Regions from separate parts of the Capra hircus genome. Here region 1 is linked to region 2. Evidence: chromatin contacts called from public Hi-C data. All regions are on one chromosome and are shown on one strand. Each heading gives the region's core, a stretch centred on a gene start, on an enhancer-like site or on the middle of the called end of the contact. The rest is flanking DNA. Distances are from core to core; before and after follow the strand shown.

Region 1 (6,144 bases), core at 3,396-5,895, 250 kb after region 2:
CGGACACGACTGAGCGACTGAACTGAACTGAATGTTGAAATGCAGATGTCAAGCAAACATCTTTTCATGTGCTCATTGGCCATTTGTATATCTTCTTTGGAGAAACTTCTGTTTTTAAAAAATACCGATTCATTTGGCTGTGTCAGGTCTTAGTTGTGTCACGTGGGATCTTCATTGTGTCATGCACAATCTTTTGTTGTGGTGTGCTGACTCTCTAGCTGTGGCTCACGCGCTCCAGAGCATACAGGTGCAGCAGTTGTGGCGCGCAGGCTTAGTTGCTCCACAGCATGTGGGATCTTAGCTCCCTGACCAGGGATCGAACCCACATCCTCTGCATTGCAAGGTGGATTCTTAACCACTGGACCACCAGGGAAGTCCTGGAAATTTCTGTTCAAATTGACTACCCATTTTAAAAATTGGTGGAGTGTTGTTCTTTTATTGTTGACTTGTAAGAATTTATTACATATTCTGAATATATAATTTGCAACTACTTTTTCCCATCCTGTGGGTTGTCTCTTTACCTTCTTGATGGTATCCTTTGAAACAGAAATGTTCTTAATCTTGACGTAGTCCCTTTTATTTCTTCTTTTGTTGTTTGTACTTTTGGTATAGAAACACTATTTTTCATAGAACACTTTTGGCATTTCAGTTACATTAGTTAACTAGATTTTGAGAACTAGCTTGCAAATCCAGTTGATACTTACAGTCCCTCTGGAAGAGTATATTAAGACCAACAATGATGGTAATTTCCTGTATATAATTGTAGTGCAAATATAAAGTGTTGTAAAGGCTCAGAGGCTGCTAAGGGTCTTGAGCTGGAGTAGTCAGGAGGGGCTCTGGGGTGGGACTTGAGGGGGCCCTGGTCTTGATGGGCCTTAGAGCTGTTAAATCTTAAGTGATGTTCAGGAATCTATCCTCCTCCATGAGTTAAGGCAGCTTGAATTTGGAGTACTCAAGAGCCTTGTTCAGATTAGCCACTTCCTGCTGCTGCAGTCACATCAGTCATGTCTGACTCTTTGCAACCCAATGGACTGTAGCCCACCTGGCTCTTCTGTCCTTGGAATTTTCCATGCACGAATACTGGAGTGGGTTGCCACTTCCTTCCTCAGGGGATCTTCCTGACCCAGGGGTAGAACCTGCATCTCCTGCATTGGCAGGCGGGTTCTTTTACCACTAGCACCACATGGGGAGCTCAGATTAGCCACTTAAGGGCTATCATATCTGGTGTGACAGTAGAAAATAGGAAAGAACTGAAGTCTGGGTAGTTTAATGGGCAGCTACCAGTGACTATGGTGGGCACATCAGCCCCATAGGCATGATCAGCTTACTTCCCATCTGGTAGCCAAGAGACTAAGCCTGTTTGGAGGCCCTGGGGTCATGCTGGCCATGCCCAGAGCAGACTCAGGTCTTTTCCTGGCCTCTGGACCACCCTAGTAGAAAGAGGACTCATGATAGTAGAGCATGTCCTCCTAGGAAGGGCTGGAACAGACAAAAATGTCCTATGCCTGCTGAGGTTTAGAGCTCTGGGGTAAAGCACTTTGAAAAGGTTCTCCTTATGAGGCCATTTGAACAGGACAGTTTTAAGGAAGTCTCAAAGGAAAAGGGTAGGGGAAGGGCTGAGGCTGAGGAATCAGGGTAAAGATGTCTGTTTTGCCTGATAGCAGATAATTTAAAAATAGATGAAAATTAAACTGCTCTTCAGTTTGTATCAAAATGTCCCTGTCAGAATGTCTGGGTCCCAACAGCAATGACAAAATGTCATAAGCCCTGAACCTCTGTGTAAAGATTATTCCCACATCCCTGAGAGAATAAGGAACTTCTCCTAGTCTCACTGCCAGACTTCCGTTGCCTGCAAAATTTGTGAAAACAGAAATTGTATCTATCCAAACATTTTATATCTCAGCATCTCTTCATTTCCTGTTCTGTCTGACCAGTCCCTCTCCTCTCACTCACATACCCCACATACCCTTTGGGAGCTCAGTAAATATTTATTGATAATGAAGATAATAACTAAAAATATGTTCCCATCAATGGGGTAAATCTCTTGCCACTCAAGTGTCCTAAACCCATGAGAACCGCTTCAAAGATGTGTTCCCTTCACTTAAAAAAACAACCCCCAGAAAAACCCCTTTCCGTCCCGTGCCCCCTGAGTTCTGGGAAGATTTCATTTTTAGATAGAATGCACTTACCCATCCACCATGCTGCTGGATCCAGGGTGAGAAATTCTCTTTCAGGTACTTGGCTCCAAAACCCAGCACCCTGTTCATGGGGTGGTTGTCGATGGTCGTGAGCTTGGCTATGACATCTATTGCAAGAGCAGCTTTAAAGCCCTGAGCTTTGACCTCTGATTCTCCCCGGGTATCCACGTCCCTTAGGAACTGGTCTGTGATGGTCTTGACAACAGGATAGGATAACCCATCCAGGAAGCAGGCCATCAAAACTTTATCTTTCTTCAACTGTGTATGAGAGGAGAAACAGTATATGTCAGCCTTGGCTGGGCAGGCAGACTCTCCGGCTGAACACTGGACAACTGAAACACGCAGTGGAAAACCCTGGTTTCTAATCTCAAATGCGGAACCATATCCTGCAGGACCACAGGGCATGGACTTTCTTTGTGATTTCCTTCCGTGGGAACCAATACAGACTGAACAGCCGATTCACAGGACATTCAACACATGTTTCCTAGCACTTAGGACAGGTGGTAGGTACCGTGAACGATTAAGATGCATCCTCACTCAAGGGGCTCAGAGGCCACCGACACTTGTAACCCAGTGAAAGGTGCTTTGTTAGAGGTTGTGTAATGGGCAGAATCCACAACCTGGAAATCGCTGTTTTGGCTCAAACTCCTGCTCCACTTATTATTAGCTGTGCAATCTTGGCGAAATTACTTAACTTCTCAGTTTCAGTTACGTCATCTCTAAACTGGGGCGACAGCCCCTATGAAAAAAGTGAAAGTGAAGTCGCTCTGTTGTGGCTGACTCTTTGCAACCTGATGGACTGTAACCTGCCAGATTCCTCCATCCATGGGATTTTCCAGGCAAGAATACTAGAGTGGGTTGCCATTTCCTTCTCCAAGGGATCTTCCCAACCCAGGGATTGAACCTGGGTCTCCCACACTGCAGGCAGACTCTTTACCGTCTGAGCTACCAGGGAAACCCAGGGTAATTTTGAAACACTTGGCCTTGTGTCCAACATGGAGGAAATGCTCTTGAAATGTTAGCATGTGTCCAGGATGCTTCAAGAGCTCAGAGTTATTAGGGAAACCTTCATGAGTTACCTGAGTTCATGTGAAAAGAAAAACAAAATTGAATCCATTGATTCCCTTCCATTGTTCTACTCAATTGATTTTACCTTATACTCCTCTCTTGAATGTTTTATTTCTTAGCTTTCCTCCCTTTAGAATATCATGGTCTTAGAAAAAGAACAATACTGCCTTGGCAGGTTTTTTTTTTTTTTTTTTTTTTGCCATGCTGCACAGCATATGGGATCTTAGTTCCCTGACCAGGGATTGAACCCATGTCCCCTGCATTGGGAGCATGGAGTCTTAACAGCTAGACCACCAGAGAAGTCTCAGTGGACAGCCTTGAGAGCTACAAGGTTCCTCCTTCAAATGGGGAGAAATGACTTGCCCTGTACTCCTGTCCACTGATGCTAGTTCTAGAGAAACACAGGGTCATCATATGCCCTGTTCTGTTTTCTGCTTCCTCTGCACCCCTGACCACCCTCTACTATGGCCCAAAACTCTCCTATTTCCTCCTCTTTTCTTTGGTCTGATGCCTTGGTTTCCTCAATGTTTCTCATTCTGTACCATTGCATATTCCTCCCCCATCCTGGTCACCATCCTCTGGGACACCTCTGACAAGGGCATTGAGGAGCCACCGAGCACGCTGGGGTGGACTGGGGTGGGTGGCTGGCTAGTTAGAGCTGTTAACCCCTCCTACAGAGCCCCACGGACTTGGCTTCCTGCCCATGGATCCTTGCAAAACAAAAGAGTGTGTCCCCAGGCCATCTCCTGATGGCCAGACGCAGGAGACCTCATAGCCAGCCATGGGTAACACACAGAGACGAGATGCCTTCAGAAGCCATGACCACAGGGGGGCCTGCCCGCTGCCACCTTACCTGAAGGCAACCCTTGCACGTTCCTGACGGGAATAACCAGTCTCAACTTCTAACTGGCCTGAAACCCAGCATTCTCCAGGTAACGCTAACCCGTCCCCTGGCCAAACTGCTGAGAGAGAACAGTCCGGCCGTTCTAGGGGGAGATTTCAGACAACACTCCAGACTTGGAGCAGCTTTGGGACACAGATATTCAGGCTGCAGGGCAAACACAAGAGTCTAAACTTCCCTGAGGATCAGTTACATGGGGAACTAGATTCATAATTCTATTCAGCGAATTTTAATTTATTGGTGACTTTTTTCCTTTCCAAAAATTCCGAGGAGGCTCCAGAAGGTTTACTTATGTTTTCCAAAGTGATTCATTTTTGAGACCCTGCCAGCATGAAGAGTTTTGACTCCAAGGGAAATAAAATTTAGGACTTAAGTGGAAACCAGAACTTTGAAAAAGGAGTACAACCATCAGTCCAGTTCCATTCCCCAGTACAGGGCGGGGACACAGAAAGAAAACCCATTAGTTCAAGACGCTCCCTACCTCTCTTTCCAACTGCTCCCCCGAATATTTCAGCAGCTCAACAATTCTGGCTATTATTTGGTCGTCTTCTGTCAGGGGAAAATTACAGTTATTTCTTTCAAGAGAAAAAAAAAAAAATCTTGTATGTTTCCAGGGACAAACTTGTAGCCTGGTTAGGGAGTGAGGAAGACCATGCGCTTTGTAACTTCCAGCAAAGTAAATCTTACTTCACCTCTTCTGATGATGCCCAAAGCATTCTGAACACCCTCTCCTCCATCCCCTTCTTTCCTCCCCTAGTCCCCCGATTCTCACCGTGAAACTCATCACTTTATTTGCTCTAAGAATGCTGGTGAAGATGCATGAGCTTATCTCTAATGATACTTAAAAGAAAAAATTTTTAGCTTTTATTTTGTATTGGGGTATAGCCGATTAACAACATTGTAATTGTTTCAGGTGGAGAGTGAAGGAACTCAGTTGTACATATACATGTATCCATTCTCCCCTAAACTCCCCTATGTTCCAGGCTGCCACATAACGCTGAGCAGAGTTCCCTGTGCTATACAGTAGGTCCTTGTTGGTTATCCATTTTTAAATATAGCAGTGTGTACATGTCCCTCCGTAATTCCCTAACTGTCCCTTCCCCCCTGATACTTAGAAGAAATGTCTCTCAGGTCTTTGGGCTTTTCCTAAGCAGGTGGTCTTTTCCCATGTAGATACCATAAACCCCTATTTGATCATATTCATCCTTTGTGTTAACTGCTAGAAAACTCAGAGCCAAACTGTGGCCTCCTAAGAGGAAGGTACAGTCTTCCTGAATTTGGGGAATTAAAGTCATTCCTAAACCCACCTGTTTTCCTACTTTTTTTTTTTTAACATTATCTTTCAGATTGGACTTATCTAACTAAAACCTGGACTTTGTATGTTGTGTCTTTACAACAGGGTAGAGTCTAAGGAAATACAATGAATAAGTCCTCCCACCCCAAAGGCTAACATGGCAGATGGAGACAGAGATGGCTCCAGTTGGTGTGTGCTGTGTGTGTTGGAACAGGGAAGGTGGAGTCTGCTTTCCCTTGTCTCCAAACGTGCTAACAGTGAGATAATATTAGGAAAACAGTCATTGCTATAGCGTTGAATCCAAACAGAGACAAGCCTGTTACTGAGGGAACAGCATGTTTTCCTTGTGGCATAGTCTCTGAAGTCATGAAGTCCTCATGTGTGTCCCAGAGGAGAAGGGGAGGAGAGGCCAGGAAAGTCCTGCCACGAGGTCGTGTGAAGGGCAACGTGGTAGGAAGCCTGAAACCCAAGCCACCTGGGAGAAGAAGGACTGGGTGCTTCTGCCGCCTATATGTAGTTTGTATCTGACTCTGTTGCCTCTTTCGGGGAAAGATGCTGCAGCAGCAGTCCCAGCTTCTCACGTGCTGGAGGATGGGGGCCTGAGCTTTGGCTTGGCTTCGTGTCACCACTTTTTGTGGCCCAGACACACGTGAGATAGCAGTAAAGTAGGAACACTTTGGGTT
Region 2 (6,833 bases), core at 3,970-6,469:
ATATGTCCATGCTCCATGTCTGTTGCTTCCTGACCTGCATACAGATTTCTCAGGAAGCAGGTCAGGTGGTCTGGTATTCCCTTCTCTTGAAGGATTTTCCACAGTTTGTGGTGATCCACACAATCAAAGGCTTTGGCATAGTCAATAAAGCAGAAGTAGATGTTTTTCTGGAACTTTCTTACTTTTTTGATAATACAATGGATGTTGGCAATTTGATCTCTGGTTCCTCTACCTTTTCTAAATCCAGCTTGAACATCTGGAATTTCACAGTTCACGTACTGTTGAAGCCTGGCTTGGAGAATTTTCAGCATTACTTTGCTAGTGTGTGAGATGAGTGCAATTGTGTGGTAGTTTGAACATTCTTTGGCATTGCCTTTCTTTGGAATTGGAATGAAAACTGACCTTTTCCAGTCCTATGGCCACTGCTGAGTTTTCCAAATTTGCTGGCGTATTGAGTGCAGCACTTTCACAGCATCATCTTTTAGGACCTGAAAGAGGTCAACTGGAATTCCATCACCTCCACTAGCTTTGTTTGTAGTGATGCTTTGTAAGACCCGCTTGACTTCACATTCCAGGATGTCTGGCTCTAGTGAGTGATCACATCATCATGATTATCTGGATCGTCAAGATTCTTTTTTGTACAGTTCTTCTGTGTATTCTTGTCACTTCTTCTTAATATCTTCTGCTTCTGTTAGGTCCATACCATTTCTGTCCTTTATTGAGCCCATCTTTGCATGAAATGTTCCCTTGGTATCTCTAATATTCTTGAAGAGATCTCTAGTCTTTCCCATTCTATTGTTTTCCTCTATTTCTTTGCATTGATCATTGATCCATAAAATCTATAACAAAGAAAAAGGCATTGGTGTGAAACTTATTAGTGTGTAATTAGTTTTAAAAGTGAAAGTAGTACTCTGGGAGTGACTGTTAAAGGAAATTGGTTTAAAAGTTTCTACAGCTTAGATGTCCAAATGCTAGGGAATGGTAGGGTATAAAACAGGATGTATCCACCTGAGGAAATTGATGCAGATATTAAAGAATAAGTTTGAGATGTAGAAGTAAAAGGTCACCTAAATTCCAGGTGAAAAACACCCGATTGTTCTTAAGTTACATGAAAAAAGTTTTAGTTTTAAGGTATACATAAATATTAATAGTTGTTGGGACATCATGATGGACATGATAGTGGAATTTATTTTATAACTTCCATAATACTTCTGTCATGTTGTTGCTTTGATGTTACATATATTAGAGACAGAGAGCAGTGGTAAAGATTTTCTCCACTGGAAGTGGGAGAGAAAGCTTGGCTCTTGCAGAAACCATTTTTTTAAGGGCCAGTGTGAAGGTGGTGGTTTAGTCGCTAAGCCGTGTCCAACTCCTGCGACACCATGGACTCTAGCCTGCCAGGCTCCTCTGTCCATGGGATTTTTCAAGCCATACTGGAGTGGGTTCAGTGTGAAAGTGAAAGTGAAGTCGCTCAGTCGTGTCCGACTCTTTGCAACCCTATGGACTGTGTCCATGGGATTTTCCAGGCAAGCGTACTGGAGTGGGTTGCCATTTCCTTCTCCAGGGCATCTTCATGACCCAGGGATCGAACCCTAGTCTCCCTCATCGTAGGCAAACACTTAACCGCCTGAGCCACCAGTGTGAAGGTGATGAAGTGAAATTAGAATCCAACAGTTCCTGTGGCAGCCACCAGGGGGCACCACCAGCCCAGAGCAGGTTGATACCTAGGGACAAACTGTCACCTACGCCGGACTGGGTGTCCTGTCTGTATTCACAGATGTTTACAAATTGTGTTTGTAATACTATTTCTGAATCTGCCCATGTTGCTGGATTGAGATTACCCCATAAAAATGAATTATCTGCCTCTTGGTTCGAGTGAAATCCAGTAGATATTTTTGGCGGTTTGTTTAGAGATGAACTCAATTTCCTGTGATTAATATTTACAGACCAAAGGTTCGAAAGATGATAATGCACTCTGTTCATTCTGTAAAACCATTGCAGCTGGACATTATTTCATGTCAGTTTGTTTGTTTTTGCAGCTTGGTGGTCTGTCATGCCACCAAGGACTAGAATAGACTAGAATAGGGGAATTCAGAAATAGAATAAACTGAGAGTCTGTTGGCTCAGCTGGTCTCCACGTTAATAGTCAATACTTAAATTGTTTTATCTAGTCAAGTCGCTCGCATATGAAACTCAAAAGACGGGCTGAATACACAGGGCTGTTTCCCAGCACCTTCTGTAGCTCATGTCTATGTGACTGAGAGAAAACACCACACCCCAATGGCAAACATCAGAGGGTGAGGTAAATGGAACAGGTGTGGAGGATCCCAGCGTGGTTCTAGGACCTTAGCCAATAGATGAATCTTATCAAGAAATGGGACTAGCCCTCGCTTTGTTTTATTTATAACCTTGCATTCTTGAGAAAGGAAACAGCTGTTTTGGTCATTCTTGTCAATGGGCTTAACTTCTGAGTTCACATACATCACAGAGCATTTACTTAGCCTTTTTTTTTTTTTAATTTTAAAGTGAAATATGATGAGTCCTGCTCTTTTTAAAAATATCTGACACAGCCTAAAAATACAGATGCTGTTTATCTCACGGTGACACTATGCCTGCCAATGTCATATCACCTGCAGCAGAAACTCTTTTCTTCAGCTTTGTTGGAAGAATTTCAGGCATCAGCATTCTATTTGAGAGTGTCCCAGAGCAGGTGCCCACAAACTTTTTTCTGTCAGGGGCCAAATAATAAGTGTTTTAGGCTTTTCAGGCAAGTCTTTTAGGCTCAGTGGGCCATATGCAATCTGTCAGACATCCTCACCTCTGTCCTTGTAGTAGAGACAGCCATAGACAATATGTAAACAAATGAGCATGCTTGCGTGCCAATAAAACTTTATTTATGGAAACTGAAATGTAAATTTCATATAATTTTCATGTGTTACAAAATATCCTTTTTGATTTTTTTTTTCAATCATTTCAGAATGTAGAAGCCATTCTTAGCTTGCAAGCCTTATAAAGAGAGGTGGCAGGGACTTCTCTGGTGGTCCAGTGGCTAAGACTCTGCAATTCCAATGCAGGGGGCCTGGGTTTGATCCCTGTCAGGGAACTAGATCCAACATGCTGCAACTAAGATTTCGAGTGCTGCAACTGAAGACCCCAAATTGCTGCAACTAAGACCCAGCGCAGGCAAATCAATAAAAAAAAAAACTAGAGAGAGAGAGATGGCAGGCTTTTTTGGCTCTCAGGCCATAATTTGCTGACCCCTGTCCTAGATGCATTAATAAGTGACAGTTCTAAAGGACCTCAAATGGTGACGTTTAGAGAGTAGTCAAAGATGTCACAAGTGTGAATGTGCCTCTGGATCTATTTGTTAGGAGAGAGGAGAGTGAGGAGTTTAGAATTGGTATTGAGGGAAGTTGAAGAGGGGAAAGAGAACAGAGGAGAATGAACCAGTGAATTCTAGAAAATTCCTTTGCTTCCTTCCTTGTGTTTCTGCAGTTCTTACTGAAGTGTAATGATTAGCCCAGTAGCAGAGTGAGCACATGCTAAGTTGCCTCTGTTGTGTGCACAACTTTGCAACCCTATGGACTGTAGCCTGCCAGGCTTCTGTATCCATGGAATTCTCTAGGCAAGAATACTGGAGTGGGTTGCCATGCCTTCCTCCAGGGGATCTTCCCAACCCAGGAACCGAAGTCTCATGTCTCCTCCAATGGCAGGCGAGTTCTTTATCACTAATGCCACCTGGGAAATCCTAAGTAGCAGAATAATATGGTGCAATTCAACTGGCCTTTCCCTGCCCCAGATTGCTTTAACTGGCCTTTTCAGTTTGAGTTTTCATAAACAGCATGTGTGACAAAGAGCAAAATTCTAACCTTTCTCAAGCAGGAGGAGCATCTGAGGCTAGTTCCTCCTCTGCAGGAGTTGGGACTGTGATTGTCTGCTTTTTATGTCAGTCACATGGCCAGCATGACTTCAGATACTGGTCCATCGTCTTCAGAACCTGAGATACTGGCTATATAATTTTAATCTTCAAGAGTCAAAACGATCACTGGTGGTCCAGTGAGCAAGACTTCACACTTAGGGATATGGGTTCCATTCCTGGCTGGAGAACTAAGATCCAAGCAAGAATACTGGAGTGGGTTGCTATTTCCTCCTCTAGGGGATCTTCCTGACCCAGAGACTGAACCCCTGTCTCCTGCATTGCAGGCAGATTCTTTACTGCTGTGCCACCTGGGAAGCCCTTGCTGCCCCCACTGAACTCCTCTTAGCATCTTTGCTGGCCCCTCCCACCTCCTCCTTCCTCTAGAAGGAAGGTGCCATCACTCTAGAAATCAACCTGTGTGCCATCACTCTAAAAATAAACCAGAGCTTCTGCAGGAGAGGCCAGGTCCTTGCACCATGAAATACTGGGCTTCCCTGACTGCTCGGTGGTAAAAAATCCACCTGCAATGCAGAAGCCTCAGGTTTGATCCCTGGATCTGAAAGATCCCCTGGAGGAGGGCATGGCAACCCACCCCAGTATTCTTGCCTGGAGAATCCCATGGACAGAGGAGCCTGACGGGCTACAGCCCATAGGGTCACAAAGAGTCTGGTACGACTGAAGTGACTTAGCCCCCATGCACATACCATGAAATACCAGGTAGCAATAGTCTGAGGTCTTATTGAATAAGCTGATGACATTTGTCCCTTCTGTCCTCCCTTCATATGAAAATGTCGAAGTCTTCTTATTATTTTCTTTCCATTTTCAGATTTCCCATCTTTGGCCAGAACTGATTTGCCAAGCCCAGGGGTAGCCCAGGAAAGCTCCATCTTCTCTGGTGGATCTTCCCATGCCATCACTGTCACTCCCCAGCCTCCAACCGGTGACTCAGAGCCCACGGTCTTATGGAGAGATTCATTTTCTCAGACGTCTGGATCCTCGGATCACTTGGAGAAACTACTCAAGATTGATCTGGAGAGTCCACCGTCATCTGATTATAAAGAAGAAGGCCACTCTCAGACGTCACAGTCTTCCTCAGGACCAGCAATAGCTAATCTGCTGCCTGAAAACGTGACAGCATTCCCCTCTACAATGGCGGTGTCTTCTCTGCACACCATCCTGGCCACTCCGAAGTCTCTCTCTGCATCCCTCCCTGCCACCAACACGGCAGTGATGCCACCTCTGACTTGGCAGCCTCGGAGAGCCACCTCCGCCCCAGCCATAGCCACGATCACTAGCACGACCACAACTGCAGTTTCGACTTCCCTCTCCAGGGCATCCACGGACTCACGAGGCCCACCCACCACGGTGCCCTTTCGAGACATCGCCAATCTGACTTGGAGCGCGGAGGATGCCGGGGAGTCTGTTACATTTCCTTTGTCAAATGTGGATTCTCCTGCTACAAATATGACAGCTTCCCAAGAGAATGGGAAGGCCAGTGCAGGCGACCCCTCCCTGAGCAATGCCCCAGGAACCCAGCAAGGCCTTACCATTGAGCAGTGGCTCCTGATTGGGACTGTGCTCTTCGGGGTCCTCTTTCTTGCCATAGGCCTGGCCCTGTTGGGCAGAATGCTCCTAGAATCCCTCCGCAGAAGACGTTACTCGAGGTTAGATTATTTAATCAATGGCATCTATGTTGACATCTAAAGAGAACAATAGCTGTCTCTTAATTCGTGTAGTTACTGCTAGCCTCACTGCAGCAAGTTTCTGGGGACTTACTGATCTTCGCAGGATTTTTCAAGTGTTTTGAAGACAGGCAGATGCCTCTTACTGCGTTCTTTTTGCTTGTTCTTTAGAGAGAAAGGGGGCAAAGAAACAAATGGGGTGGCCTGAGTGATCTGTCTCTAAACCATTAGATGAAAACAAAGCTCTCCCTAAAGCAATAAAGAATAATTGCCACATAAATTGGAAAGCGACTGGCTTTTTTACAGAGAAAAAGGGTTAGGATTCCTAGGCTCCATTTCACTAATGTTTCTGGTTCCCGATAAAGTTGACTGTGTATGATATTAATTCTAATGGATTTACTTTCCTTTTTATAAGAATTCCAATAAAACTTATTCCAGATGTAGTTCCTTCCAATTAAGTATTTGAATAAATCTTTTGGTACTCAGTAATGTTCCTGTAAATGACACATCCCGTTGGATAACTTTAAATTTATTCCCACCAGCAAAATGATTAAATGATGAAAATATGTGTTCTAAGTTAAAATGACAACCCCCTCCCCCTCGCCTTTTCCCATCAGTGAGCAAAAGGGTGTCCTTAGGGAGAATTCTAGCAGAATATTAGCCTGCATGGAGACAATGATAAGTGAGTTCTGATACATGGCCAAATCTACTTTGGGTCTGTTCTAGCTAACTTTTTTTTTTTTTTTTTCAAAGAAATAAAATACACAGGCATTTTCTAAACTTAAGTAAGTTTAAAATGTAACAGTATGATTTATAATTCCTTATCTAAACTGGACCAATAGTCAATTTTGGCCTTATTTGGAATAACAATGGAAATAACAGATAACACTTAAAATGACAGGCATTCCCCATTTTATTGTTCTTCACTTTATCCCACGTTGCAGTGTGCACACTGCACACTGCATTTTTTGCAAATTGAAGATTTATGACAACCCTGCTTCAAGCAAGTCTGTGGGCACCATTTTTCAACAGCATTCATTCAGTTCCTGTTTCTGTGTCACATTTTTGTTAATTCTCATGATATTTCGGGCTTTTTCATAATTATTGTATTGGTTCTCAGGATCTGTAATTAATGATCTTTGATATTACTGCTATGAATTGCTGAAGGCTCAGATGATGATTAGCATTCTTTTAGCAATATTTTAATATTAAGGTGTATACTTTTTTTTTTA

Evidence for each region. Hi-C and Micro-C count contacts between places; a contact is called where the count stands out from the background.
Region 1: a contact with region 2 is called in a Hi-C map of blood, with 4 times the contacts expected there. The contact joins two enhancer-like sites. A contact is called at or near these places in 3 of 5 Hi-C or Micro-C datasets (blood and liver).

The regions. Positions count from the first base shown.
Region 1 is chr5:96,355,451-96,361,594 of ARS1.2, forward strand. BCL2L14 (apoptosis facilitator Bcl-2-like protein 14) reads right to left here. Exons shown (of 7, transcript XM_005680826.3): 5 at 4,649-4,716; 6 at 2,190-2,456. Among named protein-coding and RNA genes, the nearest start is that of BCL2L14, 17 kb to the right of the region's middle. Within about 2 kb of position 4,646, at least 1 of the 5 cell types and tissues checked has an H3K27ac peak or open chromatin away from gene starts, as enhancers often do.
Region 2 is chr5:96,103,967-96,110,799 of ARS1.2, forward strand. It overlaps MANSC1 (MANSC domain-containing protein 1), which reads left to right. Exons shown (of 4, transcript XM_005680822.3): 4 at 4,746-6,086. The coding sequence ends at 5,623. Among named protein-coding and RNA genes, the nearest start is that of MANSC1, 21 kb to the left of the region's middle. Within about 2 kb of position 5,220, at least 1 of the 5 cell types and tissues checked has an H3K27ac peak or open chromatin away from gene starts, as enhancers often do.